2 separate regions of the Danio rerio genome follow, and region 1 is linked to region 2. The links are chromatin contacts, called in public HiCAR-type maps. All regions are on one chromosome and are shown on one strand. The core of a region is the stretch at or near the end of the contact, and the rest is flanking DNA. Distances in the headings are between cores, read along the strand shown. Region 1 holds the start of als2a (alsin Rho guanine nucleotide exchange factor ALS2 a). Region 2 holds the start of fzd7a (frizzled class receptor 7a).

Region 1 (6,203 bases), core at 1,428-3,927, 270 kb before region 2:
TATACTAGACAACATTTAAGGTGTATCAAACATTTTTCTTTTTCAAAATTGTCCTATGACAACAATGAGTGTTGTTGAATAGTTTTAGGACAACTTTGATGAAAGGTTTTGATCCACTTCAAATGTTGACTAGTGTATGTTATAGTATTATTTTCAACACTTTTTAAATGACTGTTACAGCATAGTATTAACTAATAGAGAATGGATAAACTGTACACAAAATGCTGTATGGTCTACTTGAGTTTTTACTACAGTAAACATTATTGGTGTGTTAAAAGTGGTGTGTTGTAGTAAAACAGGACTGCACAATGTTGAAAAAAACATGGTGATGTTTTTCTGCAATACAGTATATGTTGCAATATGAATATACTTTCACAATATAACTACTTGGAAAAAATCCCAATTTTACACTGATTGTGATGATTTTGAAGGGGAACGCACGTGTATATCTATAAAATATACAAAATGATAAAAATACACGAAATAATATAATTTAAAGTACAGATGAAAACAATAGAACAAAGATAAAAATTAAATCAACAACACTTAATGGTTTAACACTAACAGTATTGATGCATAGAAATTCAATAATTAAATGTAAACAGTGTCTATATAGTATAAATATATTAACCCAATCAATTCAGTATAATCTTATTGTTAAAGCAGAAATCTTTATAATGTCTTGTGTCCAAATTGTTTCAATTAACTTGAAATCTCTTGGGATCCTGATATATGACTATTGCAGATTCACACATTGCAATATCATTATATTGTGCAGCCCTATAGTATAAGTTACAGAAAACATAGTGTAGTACTGGGTAAAAATGATAAATTATTGTTGAAATTTATGTAGTTGATATTTTTTCACCCAATATTTAGCATTAATTTAATTGTATTATCTTTCTATTTATAGAGACGTTCAGTGATTAAAATATTATTTTAATAAATATATCTGTTTAATAAATCTGTTTTGTTAGATTACACCCAAATATGTGACCTATATTTACTAAGAAATTGATAAAAATATTCATTTTCAAAATGAGATGTACTCAGTTATGCTGAGCACTGTGGGTATATATATATATATAAGTGGGTAGCATGATCGCCTCACAGCAAGAAGGTCGCTGGTTTAAGCCCCGGCTGGGTCAGTTGGCATTTCTGTGTGGTGTTTGCCTGTTCTTCCCATGTTCGTGTGGGTTTCCTCCAAAGGCATGCACTATAGGTGAATTAAATAAACTAAACTGGCCGTAGTATATGTGTGTAAATGTAAGAGTGGATGAGTATTTCCCGGTGTTGGGTTGCAGCTGGAAAGGCATCTGCTGCGTTAAAACATATGCTGGATAAGTTGGCGGTTAAGTCTGCTGTGGTGACCCCTGATTAATAAAGGGATTAAGAAAATAAATTAAAAAAAAAAAAAAAAATATATATATATATATATATATATATATATATATATATATATATATATATATATATATATATATATATACATAAACATTGCCTGAAAACATAAGTTTTTGTTTCAAATATAAATGCATTTAATTAGTAGAGTCTTAGGATAAAACTAAATTATGTTTTACTCGTAAATCCAGAGAAACTGAGCATTCCCAAGTGGTCTATTCATTTTTCCATAACAGTAATACAGACTGTATACAGAAATATAAGCTATTTTAATTTCAAGCCTGAAATTATTTACATCCCTGGCAAATAATCGGGTATAAAATTCTGAAAAGTATTGTTTGCAAATTCTAAATAGTGAAATTATATTAGTAGCCAATGAGTATCAAAGTACAACAATGTTCAAAGTCAAATAAACAGTGCTTATGTTGTTTTCAATAAGTACTTATATGTGATTTCAGACAGAATACCATGGTAAACAATATAGAGAGCGTGTCTCAAGTTGTCACTGTACAAATGTGCGAATATAAAACTAACTATACAGTACCTCAATTCATTTGTTTATACTACCAACATTACAATAGTTGTGGTATTAACACAGCAACTTTGAATTAATTAATAATGAAATTATTAACTAATGAAAATAATTACCACAACAAATCAAATTAAGTACATTAGTATGGTTCAAAAACAGTAAAAAAGTAGTATTTAGGTCTACTTTAAATTACTATATTTTTCCATGTGGGATTAAACTAACTGAGTTGAGTTTAACGGATGTAATGGATTTAAAATCGTTTACCCTTTTAAATCAAGGCTTTTGCAATGCAGTTTTTATATATAATGAGCTGAAACAATAACATTTGTTTAATGTATATATGTTTAACAAATGTCAAATTGTGACATTAAACAGAAAAGAGTAAGTTACACACCTGCCCTGTTCCTCCATCAGCATGATTTAATCCATTTTAGATGGTGTGACCTTCACTCCAGCAACTACAGCAAATGAGATCAAATGCTTATCAAAACTACTTTCAGAAGCGAAAGTACGTTATCTGACACACACTTTTACAAAACAGGCGAATTCAAGATTGTCACAGATTAAAAACGCCCATAAGAGCAAACAAACATCAAGTGGTTAGAGTCGATTACGTTTATTTGTTAGATTATTTAAGAAACTTTGCGTGATGTTTTTAGTAAAATGTGAAATTCAGCAGTACAGTACCTTAGGGCAGAATCGCTGTCTGTGTTTGATATTTGTGAAGTGTGAAGGCTCGCGACTGAACTTGACATCAGATTCACTCAGAAGTTTGTTTTGGGTTCTATGGAAGGCGCAGAGGGCCAAAATAGTCACAAAGTGTATATTTACGTAACGCGGAAGTTTCCTGAAAACCGGCTAACGTATTAAAACGATTTAAAGGTATTTACAACATTTCTAAAACGTTGGTGGTTTATTTATAAGAAGAAAATATTATAAATACTTTGGGAAAACATAAAATGCTGCTGTTATACTGTAATTGTCTATGGGTGTTTCCCAATGATGGGTTGCAGCTGGAACAGCATCCGCTTGGTAAAACATGCTAAATAAGTTGGCAGTTCATTTCGATGTGGCGACCCCTGATTAATGAAGGGACTAAGTAAAATGAATGAATGAATAACTGTAATATTGCATTTAGATACTAGGCTACTGCTTCACATGTTCTACTGCCATATCTAAAAAAAATAGAAAAAAAAGCAGCTAAATTTTTTTTTTTTAGGTTTTTACATTTGTATTAAACCTTTCACATACATAAATTATAAATAGCCTACATCTACGCATTCAATATTTCTTACATTTGTCATTCTTACATGCTTATTCATTCTCATTATTTAACTCTGTAGCATTAGACTGTAACTTATGTAGGAAAATCTGAAACATCCTTTATTTTTGTTGTTGTTACAGTCGAATATTATTATTAATTACTGTTCTGGACTAAATGTTTGTGTGTGTCAATGTTTTATTTTCATTCATTCATTTTCTTTTCGGCTTAGTCCCTTTATTAATCTGGGGCCGCCACAGCGGAAGAACCACCAAGTTTTATATAAGCTCAAAACATTATTCAGTGGTCAATTTTTCTGAGCTAAAAATTATGTAAAAGACGAGTAATTCTTATGGCTTGTAATGTAAATGAATGAGATCTTTAAGCCTATAGGGTCTGAGGGTCTTTTGGGCTCTGGAGGAGTATTGGCATGCCCTGAAATTTGTGCTTTTTTTAGTTTCTTATAAATATATTAGGTTAAAGTTTGATGACATTGTATTTAGTACAATCTGTGCTACAATAATGCAAGCAGCATGTCTGTATGATGTTGCAGTTTTGAGAAAAATATAGTTTTGAATGTTTTTTTTTATTTTTACTTTTTTTTAAGTCACTGAAACAAAGCTAAAAAAGATATTAAATGATGTATATATCCAGCTTTATCTAACTAATTGATAATAGTTAGAATTATTATTATTATTAATATTTTTGCTACAAAATAATCTGAAAATAGTTTACTTATTCACTTTTTCCTAGTGATGGGTTGCAGCTGGAAGGGCATCCGCTGTATAAAAACTTAATAACTCATTCCGCTGTGGCGACCTCAGATTAATAAAGGGACTAAGCTGAAAAGAAGTCGAATGAATGAACGTATTCACTTTAAAGCTGTATTGTAAACAGTATTGAAGTTCTCATAATATTCATAGTATTACTACATTACAACATTTACAGGTTTTCTAACATTTTTCAAAATATTTTCTTTTGTGTTCAGTAGAAAAGGAAACTCGTAAATATATGGAACCACTTGAGGAATAGTAGTGAGTAATTTTTCATATTGATGTGAACTATCCTTTTAAATGGCAGGGATTTTTGTTTTGGAAAATGCGTTGTGCTTCACTACCCAACAGGGGGCACAAAAACACTACGGAAATGTTTATTTTACCTGGAATCTCCAGCACACAATGTGGAGCATAGACTATAAGTTAATGACTTAATGGCTAACAAATTCTATTTTGTTGGTTAAAAGGCATAAAACCTTATTAGAAACGGTAAGATAGCACTTCTCACATCATTCAAAAAACCTTAATGACTACTAAATGACCTAAACAAACCAAAACAACAACAAAAATGGATTTCTCACAGCACAACTCAGACAACCGCGCTCTGAATAACCATAATGTTGCATAAAAGTTGACCTAGAGTGGGAAATAAAGGTCAGCAACAAGTAACATAAAGTAGAAAACAGTAAAGCTGGTGTTGGGTTTGGGGAGGAGAAACCACAAGCAGTAAAAAAAAGATTGGCAGGTATAGGCTATCTCTGCAGGACACCCACAGGAGCCCAGACTCTCACACGCACACCCTCCACATCTCCTCCCCGAAGCACTCCTTCGTGATCTCAGCTTGTTTTCACTTTTAGTGTTTTCTATATAAAACGCACAACTTTGCCCTGTGGAACTTGGCCCTACATTTTAGTATGTGTGGTCATAAACACTAACACGAAATGGTGGGGGAAGAAAGGGGTGTGTATGTGTGTGTGAGGTTGAACTTAAACACATCTGAATGCGTGTGTGGACTCATGCATGTGCAATGGTCACCTTGTCTGTTTGGATCAATTAGTTAAGTGCGTCTGTCACACTCAGCATGTGTCGGGCCCCGTTTGACCTCTGCATCTGTTCCCTCTCAGGCTGTGGAGATATGTGGAGAATTAGTTCATTCAGCTTTCTTTTAACTAGATAAGCATTGGATGGGAATTTGAGGAATGTTTTACACCCACCGCCAAGCCTTTCTACTACACAAGTCTTCTATAAAACTAATTTAAATGTAATTAGAACCTTTCTGAGCTCATTGCTGCAATACTAATAATGTTAAAGGGATAGTTTGGCCAAAAATTAAAATTCTGCCATTATTTACTCATTACCCACTCGTTCAAAGCCTGTTTGGCTTATTATTATTATTTTTTTTAAACACAACAAAATATTTTTTTAAGAAATCTGGAAACCTGTAAACATTAACTTCTATACTATGGATGTCAGCGGTTACAGGTTTACAGCATTCTTAAAAAAAATAAATAAATTTGTGCAACACAAAATAGAGTCTAACAGGTTTGGAATAAGTAAAGAATTTTAAATATTCTGGTGAATTTTCTCTTTAACTATAAACAAAAGACTCAATACTTCAGTCAACTGTTTTTATGGTTTTCCAGTAGAGATTTACCGAAAGGGTTATCCAAAATAAATCTAAATTAGGTTAGAGAATCTATACAGTAGAGGCAGGGACGGATTTAATTAATAAGCGTAGTAAGCAGCCACTTAGAGCCTCAGGATAAATACCTTAAAATATAAATTGGACCTATAACTGTTAATATTCTATCATATTTTGTATGGTGAGGGTCTAACAAATAAAATTTTACCATAATTAATACAACACATTTTTCTTACACCCCAATCATGGAGCAGTCCAGCAGTCAAATCAAGTAAAGATTTAGTTTTAAAAAACCTTTATTATACGAGTTGTGAATTCATTTAAAAAAAAAAAGTACATTTAAAATGTAAAGATAAAACATAGAAAAGGAGGTTATATAAGAAAAAATCTTAAATAAGAAAAATTGGCCGTAGTGTATGTGTGTGAATGCAAGAATGTATGGGTGTTTGGGTTGCAACTGGAAGGGCATCCGCTGCGTAAAACATATGCTGGGTAAGTTGGCGGTTCATTCAGCTGTAGCGACCCCTGATGAACAAAGGGACTAAGCCGAAAAGAAAATGAAAGAATGAATGACTAAGAAAAAAACTTTTT
Region 2 (5,845 bases), core at 25-2,524:
ATTGTCAATTATTCTGTACTATTTTTCTTCTTGTATTGGTATTGTACTTTTTTGTTAAATATCTTATAAAAGTTAAATAAAACAAAATATTACAAAACTATCAACTAGTGGCTTATTAGCATTTTGGCTGTTTATTATTTTATTATTCTGTATGACCATATTCTAGATTCTTTAGCCCCAACTAAACTACACCTTCCTCACAATCAAGACGTAGCAGATTATTAAAGACAAACGTGTAATAATTAGTGAATATGAGCTTGATGATAGTGTTACCAAACATTCCTGCAAAATAATACTTCAATACAAAAAACTATTTTACGAAAATACACTGTTATGACAATATCTCATGATTTACTGCCATTTTCCATTCATTTACACTTTTAAATTGCATTATGGGACCTTGTAATCTGTTCCGACAACTTTTGATATTAACAATTTAACCCAGTTTAACAAAATAGCCTTTATTGAAATTTCTTGTCGTTTAAAATAACACACTGCCTAAGAAACAGGTTTGAACAACACTGACAACATCTCATTATAAACTGCAACATAATTCAAATAAAGAGACTTTTAAAAGTTTTAACAACTAAAGTTGTCAGAACAAAGTTCGAGATACTATACTGAAATTATTGAGTAAATGAAAAAAGCCTAATTCATTAGAAACTACATAAGACTATTAATTAAAGTGATTCCTTTAAATAATTTAGTGCACCGGGAAATATTTATGTACTCACAGAATATTTTAATTGATTAAGTTCTTAGGTTATTGTGCTAGGTTCATGATTAGGTTATAGAGTTATTGTCAACAATCAGATCAAAACAGTCGGATCTAGTTTCTACACTGATTTGTCACCAAAGTTTGTTTTAATGCGCAAATCAGTAATAACCATATATGCACATTATTTTCACTTTAACTGTTTATAAAACTAAAGAAGAATTTGAATCAATTAACAAAAACTGATTGCGTATCAAACAAATGAGAAAGGATTTTCAAGCTCAGTGAATCCTCACACTTTCAGAAAGTAACCTATGGATTTTTTCCTCCGCCGTATATAGAAGGAAAGTTTCTGATAACTGAAACCCACCGCAATTACACCCAGTGACCAATCAAAACCAAGACGCAAAGCAAAACAAAACATGCGATTGGTCTAAAGCGATGCTGGTTTCAAGGCGCCCCACGTGGAGGGGCAGTGATTCTGAATGAGGGGTGTGTAGAAACCGACGGCACATTATTGTATGTGCGCCTCACTTGCGCTCAAACCTTCCAGTCAGTGGGAAGCGCGTCTACTGAGCGCACGCGAGGCGAGCGAGGAAACCGCACTCTGTTCAAGACAACCAACTGAAGTTTTCCAGCAGACTCACGACTCTCTGAAACACAGCTCGAAAGTCACTGGATGCACAGCGGGATTCGGAGAGCAAGGGAAACTTTAAACAGCAGTCGAAAGATTCTCTCCAGACGCTTGAAGAATAACACAACGATGCGCGCGGTGTGGATTTAGTTTGGATGTATTTTCGGACTTTCTAAAAGGGGGTTTCTCCACATATCCACTCGTTTGCCTAGCATGATCGCTTTCAGACAACGAGAGCTATAAAGGGAGCTCAGACGAGGAGGTTTTTGTTGGTTTATTCGCAAACGAACAATCCACAGAAACTTTTTCTTTCTTGCGGAGCAACCGCAGCAGCTTCGTTTCATTCGGACCGAATCCAAAACAAATGGCTTTCCTCAAAATGCAACACTGTTGTGGAATTACTCGTTATTTTCTTCTCCTTTTCACTGTGGCTCTACAAACGACCAGCGGTCAGTATCACGGAGAAAAGGGCATCTCCATACCCGAGCACGGCTTCTGCCAGCCTATATCTATACCTCTCTGTACGGACATCGCCTACAACCAGACCATTATGCCGAATCTTTTGGGACACACCAACCAGGAGGACGCCGGTCTCGAAGTGCACCAGTTCTATCCCCTAGTAAAAGTGCAGTGCTCCATGGACCTGAAGTTCTTCCTGTGCTCCATGTACGCGCCGGTTTGCACGGTGCTCGAGCAAGCCATCCCGCCGTGTCGGTCCCTTTGCGAGCGCGCGAGACAGGGCTGCGAGGCCCTCATGAACAAGTTCGGCTTCCAGTGGCCCGAGCGGCTGCGCTGCGAGAATTTCCCGGTGCACGGCGCGGGTGAGATCTGCGTGGGCCAGAACACCTCGGACGCGGGGAGCCCCACTTCAAACCCGACGCCCTACGTCCCAGAACTGATTACATTACAGCCAAACCTGGTGGTCAGACCCAACCAGCAATTCACATGCCCGCTGCAACTCAAAGTGCCCACTTATCTGAAGTACCACTTTATGGGCGAAAAGGACTGCGGGGCGCCATGCGAGCCCACTAGACCCAACGGACTGATGTATTTCAGAGAGGAAGAAGTCAAATTCGGTCGCCTCTGGGTCGGCATTTGGTCAATTTTGTGCTGTGTTAGCACTTTGTTCACCGTCCTCACTTATTTAGTGGACATGAGGCGGTTTCGTTACCCGGAGAGGCCCATCATCTTCCTGTCCGGCTGTTACTTCATGGTGGCCGTTGCATATGCAGCTGGATTTTTCCTCGAAGACAAAGTCGTTTGCATCGACAAATTCAGCGACGACGGTTATAAAACCGTCGCGCAAGGCACGAAAAAAGAGGGTTGCACCATCCTCTTCATGATTCTCTACTTCTTCGGGATGGCGAGTTCAATCTGGTGGGTCATTTTATCTCTTACATGGTTTCTCTCAGCGGGCATGAAGTGGGGTCATGAAGCCATTGAGGCGAACTCTCAGTATTTCCACCTCGCCGCGTGGGCAGTTCCTGCGGTTAAAACCATCACCATCCTTGCCATGGGCCAAGTGGATGGCGACATGCTCACCGGGGTTTGCTACGTTGGCATCTACAACGTGGACTCTCTGCGCGGCTTCGTCCTGGCGCCCCTCTTCGTCTACCTCTTCATCGGTACCTCATTTCTCCTAGCCGGCTTCGTGTCGCTTTTCCGCATCAGAACCATCATGAAGCACGACGGCACCAAGACGGAGAAGCTGGAGAAGCTGATGGTGCGCATCGGCGTGTTCAGCGTGCTCTACACGGTGCCCGCCACTATCGTGATCGCCTGCTACTTCTACGAGCAGGCTTTCCGAGAGCAGTGGGAGAAGACCTGGCACATGCAGACGTGCAAGAGATTCGCGGTTCCCTGCCCGGTTAACAACTTCGCCCCCATGTCTCCAGACTTCACCGTATTCATGATCAAATACCTGATGACCATGATCGTAGGGATCACCTCTGGATTTTGGATATGGTCTGGAAAAACTCTGCAGTCGTGGCGCAGGTTTTATAAACGGCTCAGCAACAGCAACCAGGGCGAGACGACGGTATGAGAAAAAGAGCGATCGTTTTCGGTCATGCTTTGGCTGAATGTCTCGTGCGGACTGTTACGCGGAGAGAGACTTGTTGAGTGAGTTTTGCGGACACTACTGTGCGTGGAAACAAACGGAGCCTCATGAACAGTGTTATCAGCCCGAGTCTGTTTAACCATTGGGTTTTCTCGTATATTTGTATGTGGAGAGAGAGAGAAAAAGAGACATTATTTCTGTGTAACACGATGTCATATCTTGGTCACATGTGAGACCTGTGCTCACGGTTGTGTACCTGAAATGTTGGATGTAGTTTGCCTTATACACACATGTACCAACACTTGTTTTAACCGGGGACTTGTATGACTTTCGCAGCCCTCCGTCGACAATCATGCATACTTGTGTGCACACACGGACCGTCGAGTACGCATTAGGATCCGGATTCTTTTATGCATGTGTATACAGCTGTGAATTTATGCAAGCTCCCTTTAAACGACGTAACGTGTAAATAATCACCTTTTCTCAAAGAATATATGTATTTATGGAAATAATCTCGCAGTTTTTTACTTGATTTTTAAAATTTGGTAAGAGACCTTTGTATCTGTACAGTTTCGCTGAATAAAATGATTAGATTTTTAACACACTGACTCGCTTCACTTCTGTTAATCGATTTTCCTTCATAACAGTTCGAGCATTGCATTTGGGATATTTCTAGTTTTTTTTTTTTTTTTTTAAGAAAACTAAACCAGAAAGTGCTCAGAATAACTTTTTGAAAACTGGTGACCAAAATGTGGTATTAGAGTCTGGATTATAATTCATTTTAATTTGATTGAAAGAAGCAGCATAAAACATGCACATGGTCATATATAGCTACACTGTAAAATTCAAAAAGTTAAGGTAACTCAAACTATTTGAGGAAACCGGTTGCAACAAACCATTTAGGTTCAAAAACTAATCCTAATGAGTACTGTGAACTTAATACATTTGAGTAAATGAAGCAATTTGAGCACAGTAAAACCCAAAAAATTAAGAAAACTCGGAAACCGATTGCTACTAGCCATTTGAGTTTAAAAAAAAAGAATCTATATGAGTACAGTGAACTTAATTTAAGTTGAAGTAATGAGGTATTTAACCTTTTTTAAATTAGTAGAATTAACTTTCAGTCAATTTTGAGTTGACTACACTCATTTCATTACATAAAGTTGACTGTTGGGTTTTACAATGTCGTGTTTACATGATAGAATAAAATATATTCGTGTTTGTTACACAAACTCTAGCAGTGTAAATCTGGTGCTGTAGCGCCACCCACAGGCTACTGATATATTGGGAACACTTGATTTACAAGCTGACTTTACAGTATTTTCTTTTTTTAAACTTTTATTTAAAAATGAAGAAATGTGTAAAATACTGGAATACAAGTACATACAGTTACAAAAGTATAAAAACAATAAGTAAATAAGAAATAGAAATGAAGAAGAGAACAAAATAAAGAAAAGGGAAGTACAAAATAAAACAAAAAAACAGAGCATCAATGAATAATTTTCTGGAAGCAAGATGTTTTGTTTGAAGTTTTTATTAACTTGCAGTTTTATTGTTGTTAGATAAACAACTTTAAGCAAGAAATCAATTTTAATTAAGAAATAGGCAAATGAGGGAGAGGATTTACGAAATATTTGTTTGTGAATAAATATTTTTGCATACAATATAAAAAATTCTATACACTATAAAACCCAACAGCCAACTTTATCAAATGAAATGAGTTTTGGCAACTCAAAACTGACTGAAAGCTAATTCTACTCATTTGAAAAGAGTTTTGAACTCAGTGTTGAAGGTAATGAGTTCCTTAAATACCTCATTACTTAAACTTTAAAAGTTCACAGTGCTCATAGAGATTTTAGAGAGTTTTTTAACTCAAATGGTTTGTAGCAATCTGTTTCCTCAAATGTTTTGAGCTGCCTTAACTTTTGGGTACAGTACTCAATTGGTTTAAGTTCTCTTCATTTATCCGCACTGTAAGAAGTGATGTTTCTTAAAGCGAGTAAATCAATTGCCTTAAAAGCAACAAGTTGATTTCACAAAGGTAATTTAAGTAAACCCATTGTAACTTGGAACTGTTACATTGACTTACTTTTTATAATTATACGTTTACTCACTTTTTAAAGTCAACTAATCCCTTTTTTTACAGTGTCAGACTTCAGCATGTCTGTTGTTAATTAATTATTGTAATTATTACAATATTACATATTTGATACTTCATTAAGTTTATAAATTATATGTAATTTAGAAGACACTCTGGAGTCAAGAGCAGATTTATTTTAGTTATGTCATTTTGCAAGAGACAGGAAAGCTGGGGGAAAAACAAATATAATAAAAGTGTATTGGAAAAAAGTGAATAGTTTTTTAAAGTGAGTACAATTTGCATAATAATAAAAATTAAGTCAATGTAACAGTTCCAAGTTACGATAGGTTTACTTAC

What was found. HiCAR-type assays count read pairs that join an accessible place to other places.
Region 1: a HiCAR-type map of caudal fin shows a contact between it and region 2, with 6 times the contacts expected there. The contact joins the promoter of als2a here to the promoter of fzd7a in region 2. A contact is called at or near these places in 1 of 18 Hi-C or Micro-C datasets (an unstated tissue) and 1 of 4 datasets of contacts at active chromatin or transcription factors (caudal fin).

What each region holds. Positions count from the first base shown.
Region 1 is chr9:13,771,975-13,778,177 of GRCz12tu, reverse strand. als2a (alsin Rho guanine nucleotide exchange factor ALS2 a) reads right to left here and starts at 2,677. Exons shown (of 34, transcript XM_073912535.1): 1 at 2,621-2,677; 2 at 2,328-2,391. The coding sequence starts at 2,350.
Region 2 is chr9:13,496,774-13,502,618 of GRCz12tu, reverse strand. fzd7a (frizzled class receptor 7a) reads left to right here and starts at 1,274. Exons shown (of 1, transcript NM_131139.2): 1 at 1,274-4,008. The coding sequence starts at 1,714. The coding sequence ends at 3,393.